Regions from separate parts of the Sus scrofa genome. Here region 2 is linked to region 1. Evidence: chromatin contacts called from public Hi-C data. All regions are on one chromosome and are shown on one strand. The core of a region is the stretch at or near the end of the contact, and the rest is flanking DNA. Distances in the headings are between cores, read along the strand shown.

Region 1 (3,226 bases), core at 711-3,210:
AAAAAAGGGCAGAGGATCTAAGTAGACATTTTTCCAAAGAAGACATACGTATGGCCAACAGTACATGAAAAGATGCCCAACATCAGTAATCATCAAGGAAATAAGAATCAAAACAACGATGGAATATCACCTCGCACCAGTTAAAATGACCATTATCAAAAAACAAGAATAGGAGTGCCCGTCGTGGCCCAGTGGAAACCAGTCTGACTAGTATCCAGGAGGACGCAGGTTTGAATCCTGACATTGTTCGGTGGGTTAGCGATCTGGCATTGCCCTGAGCTGTGGTGTAGGTCGAAGATACGGCTTGGATCTGTCATTGCTGTGACTGCGGTGTAGGCCAGCAGCTACTCCCGATTCAACGCCTAGCCTGGGAACCTCCATATGCTGTGGGTGCAGCCCTAAAAAAAAAAAAGAAAAATAGCAAGTGTTGGCAAAGATTTGAAGAAAAGGGAACACTTGTACACTATTGGTGGGAATGTAAACTGGTGCAGCCACTGTGGAAAACACGACAGAGACTTCCTCAAAGAATTAAAAATAGAGCCACCATATGATCCAACAATTCCACTCTTGGATATTTATCCTAAGAAAATGGAAACACTAATTTTATTTTATTTTTTTTATTTTTATTTTTATTTTTTGCCATTTCTTGGGCCGCTCCCATGGCATATGGAGGTTCCCAGGCTAGGGGTCGAATCGGAGCTGTAGCCACTGGCCTACGCCTGAGCCACAGCAATGCGGGATCCGAGCCGCGTCTGCAACCTACACCACAGCTCACGGCAACACTGGATCATTAACCCACTGGGACTGAACCCGCAACCTCATGGTTCCCAGTCGGATTCGTTAACCACTGCACCACGACGGGAACTCCAAAACACTAATATTAAAAGACACATGCACCCCTATGTTCATTGCAGTATTATTCACAATAGCCAAGACATGGAAACAACCCAAATGTCCACTGATGAGTAAAGAAGATGTTATATACACGCACACACATTTCAGCCATAAAGAAGGAATGAAATCTTTCCATTTGTGCCAACATGGATAAACCTTGAGGACATTATACTAAGTAAAATAAGTCAGATGGAAAAAGATAATGATCATATGATCTCACTTACATGTGGAATCTAGACACACACAAAAGAGCCAGGCTGATGGACACACAGAAGAGACTGGTGAGGAGTCTGAGGGGTGGGGTGGGCTGTGGGCAATGGATGACAGGGGTCAAAAAAACTCCGAAGGGTGAGGGAGAGGTGGGGAAAGCAGTTCTGCTGCTTTCAGTGACCAGGGATGGATGGCTTGACTCACTTTAACGTTCCATTTCTTCGAAACCTCCTGGTCCCTCCAAGGAGAACATACTTACCACCAATTCCTATATTTTTACCAGTTTCATTTGAAGACTCATACATCTCATACTTAAGTCGTTCACTGGTTTTAAAAACACTGTCAAAACCTCTTCCTGATCCTGTCTGCACAGCATATAAACAACCTCATGGCTACCCCGGCAGCTCAGGGAGATATTTCCCCTAAATATCCAGAAAAGCCTACCACCACATCTCAGCCGACTCCTTAGTAGATTTAGAACATGCAGACGATCATAGGATTACAAGCATTATTACAAAATAAGCCCTATCACCTCTCCTTGCTGACAAAAATAGACTGGAACTCTGGAAAGGAAAGCTTGCCCTTCATCCAAGAATCTCAACTGATTGTGAGCTGCTGCACCATGAATTTACCAGGACTCAGCATGACTCTGTGTTCATTCTAAGTTAACACATCATCAATTCTTCAAAACTCAGCTGTTGCTGGCATATCATCTTCCAAAGACAGTAAATAAATTGCGACATACATTCTAAACACCAAATAATTCCGTCCTGATGTACAACGCAGAACCATGTGACAATACCACGAGCCGCCACTTCTTTAGGGAACCGCTGTTCCCACAGATGCCAGGAAGGGTCATCAGCCAGCAGTGCTCAAGCACCAGGCACACTCAATAGACGTGATGTCAAGTTTACTCCACACACAGACTGTGGCATTATTACACCCATTTCACAGATGTGGAAACGGAGGTTCCGGGTTTCAATAACTTGCCCAAAGTCACCAGTGAAGGAGCAGCATCTGAGTTCCACCCCCAGCTTAATTCCAAAGCCTCCTTAGAGAACAGAACATACAATTCGCATTACCTTTAAAGATCACGCATGAGATCGCAAAGGCAGCTGTTATAGGCTACGTTTCCAGACACAGAGGGGAGGCCCTCTTCCGCCCCCTTTCCGGAGGCTGGGTCTCCTTTCTCGTCCCACCTTGAACTCCCTGCACTCCTGCGTTATCCCAAGTGTTGCTCCCCCCCGCCCCAACCCCACTGGGCAGCTGAAGCCAATGGGAAAGTGGAGAGGCACCGAACTGCCAGCCAGGAAACTGGCTCAGGCCCCGCTCTCTTCCTATTTGCCCGACCTCCCTGGGTTTTTTGTTGTAAAGTAAGAGCCTGTGCTAGGTTCATAGTTTCCCCATGTCTCTCCAGGAGCCTAAATAAAAGATAACCTGACTTTCCTGCGAGCATGACCTCAGCGGTCTCCTAGCCTAAAGTACGATGGTTTGCAGTGAAATTTTTTTTTTTTCTTTTTTGCTATTTCTTTGGGCTGCTCCCGCGGCATATGGAGGTTCCCAGGCTAGGGGTCGAATCGGAGCTGCAGCCCCTTTCCTGCGCCAGAGCCACAGCGACGCAGGATCCGAGCCGCATCTGCAACCTACACCACAGCTCACGGCAACGCCAGATCGTTAACCCACTGAGCAAGGGCAGGGACCGAACCCTCAACCTCACGGTTCCTAGTCGGGTTCGTTAACCACTGCGCCGCCACGACGGGAACTCCTGCAGTGAATTCTTTCATGAAGCCTTTCTTAACGGCTCACACCAGCCCACCGTGACCTCCTCCTCTTCTGAATTCATGGCCCAACACTTGCCATATAAAAGGCTGTCCTGACACGCACAGGGCCCAGGGCGAGAACGCCAGGGACACCCACATACCATTTTTCTATATCCGTAAAAGTTATAAATCAAACTAATGAGCCGTCATATAAAACATGTTCTATCTTTCAGGGCGACAAATAAATCTTCATGATGCACTGGGAGTCCGGGCTCAAATTTAGACTCCTCGGAGCTCTTGGAGATCTGCTCGGGGAAGGGACAGTGCAGAGAGGGCCCCTCTTGGTCAGGATTCTGGCCCAC
Region 2 (3,151 bases), core at 140-2,639, 160 kb before region 1:
CGCCGGGGAACCCGTTAGAAATGCAAATGCCCAGGCCCCGCTCCGGATCTGCTGAATCGGAAGCTCTGGATTGGGGGCAAAGCTGGTTGTGTTTAACAAGCTCTCCAGGGGATTCTGACCCCCCTGCTCCAGTCTGAGAACAAGAAAGGAAAACATGGCCAGATATTTCCTCCATTCTCTTACACGCTTCCCTGACACAGACACAAATGTGTGCATGTGCACACACACCTATGCAGCTGGGAACACCTGCACAGTGTTCAAAGAACAGGAAACCAGCCCTTATTGTCCCTTTTCTTGGAGCGTTTCTTTCTGTGTGCATTCTGAAGCAGGGACCGAATTTCCCCCCCTCCCCAATTAACGAGAACGAGGTTGGCAGCACGTTTGTATCACATTATATACTCTGTGTGTTTACCCTGTACTGCCTTTGATGCATTTGCATATAATCTTTCATAATTCAATTCATTTGTTCAAATCATGTCTTTTCACTTGCTTATTCAGATGGGAGAGTTCATTTTACAGATCACTGGGGCCTCCCAGTGGCAATCGTTGGTCATTTCAGGCTCAGATTTAATTTCCGGAAGCTTGGAGGGAAGGGTATCCGGTGGTGCTTAGCTTTTCACCCACTTGGTAGAAGCAAAAGATGGAATCACAGCACGCTTTTTATCTGACGCAGGTTGACTGGGCAGTCGAGCTGACGTTTCCGCAGATGCTGGCTTGGACTTCATGCATCGATCAGACTCCAGGTTCAGGTCCTTGCTGAGTGGCGATGTCAGGCAGCCGGCTTCCGGCTTCCGTTTCTGCAGATCCGTGTCAACCTCAACCAGGACTCTGTGCCACGAGACCCTCACGGAGAAGCTCCTCCTGCGAGTCCTCCTTCTCCATAACCCTGAGGTTTTTCTCCCTTGAGTGTCCCCTCCCGCCATCCTGCCTTTGAAGTTGTGACGGCCCCGGGGTTGCCACGTCCTGCGGGGAGTTGGGATACATGGATTCCCCCTCCTCCGGATTCTGGAACATTCCGTGTTCTGGCTCTTGTCTCTGTCCACCAGCGGCGATGGGCCCTCACGGGACAGCCCCTGCCAGCTGCTCTGTCCTGGCGTCACAGAAGCAGGCCGCCCCCGCTGATCACCTTACATCCCGTCACTGGTCCAGGCCTCCAGCCAGGGTGCGAGGCTTACTCAGCAGTGTCAGCCTCCCCGAAGTGAGGTGCCTGTCATCCGATGAGCCTCAGGCTGAAGGGCACCACAGGCCATTTCCACCTAGCCAAGCATTTTGCTGTAGAGACGCTGGTGTCCTTCCAGTGTCCTCAGCACGGCCCCTGTGCCCTCTGCTTGGGCTTCAGAAGGCCACGCGGCCTGAGTCAGTTCTGCTCTTGCCTTGAAAGGTTGCTGAAAGGTGCTTTCCTGGACCGGCTTAGTCGGTGCTGATGCAGTGAGCCTTGTCACCTAGGAACAGCCCTGTAAACACCAGCATCGCTGACAGATCGGGTGACGTTTTAAAGTTCAGCCCCGCCCCCTTGGCCTTTCCCTCGGAGAAGTCGCCTGAGGGCACCCCCTGCCCCCCCTGGATTCTGCCTGAGCTGGTTGAAGCTCACTACCTATCTTTAATTAAGCTAAGATGTGTCTGATATTCCTTGCAAAGAAAATTTTATTTAAGGCTTTGCTGGGTACATACATACATGTGTCAAATCATTCTCTCCTGACTTACTGTGAAAAGCAATTCACAAGGCAGAACATCTCAGCATTATCCCACTTCAGCCAACTCGTGCTCAGGAGGCAAATAAAGAAAACATGCACTCAACTGGATTGTTTCAAATTAGCTAGAATAAAAGTCAAGTTCAGGGTTTTCTGAACAGGGTTCAAAGGGGAAACTGGGCCCAGGGCAGTCCCTGAAAAGAGCACAGGCTTTGATGCCTTAGTGACCAAGGTCCCAACAGACACACGTGTGTAAGCTTGGAGAAGGTGAGCTCACTGAGCCTCAGTTTCCTCGTATGTACAATGGGCTGATACCTCCAAGGCATCAGAGGTACTCAGAGAGATGCTGTATGTGAAATAGGTAAAACAGAGCCCAAAACAGTGAGTATTCCATAAACGGAGTTATTTCAGCAAGGATTATTAGAAGCTACAATTCTCCAGCAAGTAGTTCGGAGAAGTCACCCTTGGCTCCTTTTAAAAAAACTGCGCACATGCTGTTCCTTCTGCCCAGAAAGGCTCCCTGTCTCCTCTCTCCAGCTCCTTTTCCAGCTACCTGTTTTCTCTCCAGGAAGTCCTCACTGGCCCCCTGGTGTGAATTAGGTTTCCTCCTGTCAGCACACCTAACATTACTCTGTAAATGGGTCTATATCCCCTGCCAAGCACTAACTTTAATGCCTCGGCTCATTTGCACTGAACTTGAAGCCTCCAGGAGGACTGGCCCATCTCCCTTGTTCACTGTGTGTCTACAGCCCCCGCTTGGCATTTTGTGGGATTCCAATAAATACTGAATGAATGACAGCCATTAGATAGCTTCCTAGAGAAGAAAAAAATACACCACCAGGAACATAAAAGGTAGCTGCATTAGCTATTTTTGCATTCTTAAAATTGCCTTTCAGCTTCCTTGAATTACCTTCAAAAAAAAATATGAAATCTGTTCCCAGCAGTTCTGGCACTTTGCTCCCCTCACCCTAAAAATACTGCACATTCTTTTTTTTTTTTTTTTCTTTGTAGGGCCACCTGCGGCAAATGGAAGTTCCCAGGCTAGGGGTGGAATCAGAGCCACAGCTGTGGGCCTATGCCACAGCCACAGCCACAGCCACACCAGACCCAAGCCACATCTGCAACCTATACCACAGCTCATGGCAACACCAGATTCTTAACCCAGTGAGTGAGGCCAGGGATGGAACCCACATCCTCATGGATACTAGTTGGGTTCTTAATCCACTGAGCCACAGTGGGAACTCCACATTCTTATTACCTATTATATTCATTAGAATAATTGTATAATTATATAACTATATGATTGCATAATTGTATAATATTATAATTAGTCCTCCATTCTGCTTTGAATACATAATTATAAAATATGCTTACCCTGTTTGACACCCTTCTAATTCTTAAATTGACTATATATTAATCATAGAAGTCCTAAGGAAGGAGGAAATCCTTGGGAGAAAAGT

What was found. Hi-C and Micro-C count contacts between places; a contact is called where the count stands out from the background.
Region 2: a Hi-C map of skeletal muscle shows a contact between it and region 1, with 2.9 times the contacts expected there. The contact joins two enhancer-like sites. A contact is called at or near these places in 1 of 47 Hi-C or Micro-C datasets (skeletal muscle) and 1 of 2 datasets of contacts at active chromatin or transcription factors (skeletal muscle).

Annotation. Positions count from the first base shown.
Region 1 is chr11:71,038,470-71,041,695 of Sscrofa11.1, reverse strand. No RefSeq gene overlaps it. Among named protein-coding and RNA genes, the nearest start is that of METTL21C, 18 kb to the right of the region's middle. Within about 2 kb of position 1,960, at least 3 of the 83 cell types and tissues checked have an H3K27ac peak or open chromatin away from gene starts, as enhancers often do. A contact at or near this core is called in skeletal muscle, where this site is marked.
Region 2 is chr11:71,197,174-71,200,324 of Sscrofa11.1, reverse strand. LOC102165734 (putative methyltransferase-like protein 21E pseudogene) reads right to left here. Exons shown (of 5, transcript XM_021065901.1): 5 at 1-3,151. Among named protein-coding and RNA genes, the nearest start is that of ERCC5, 57 kb to the right of the region's middle. Within about 2 kb of position 1,389, at least 11 of the 83 cell types and tissues checked have an H3K27ac peak or open chromatin away from gene starts, as enhancers often do. A contact at or near this core is called in skeletal muscle, where this site is marked.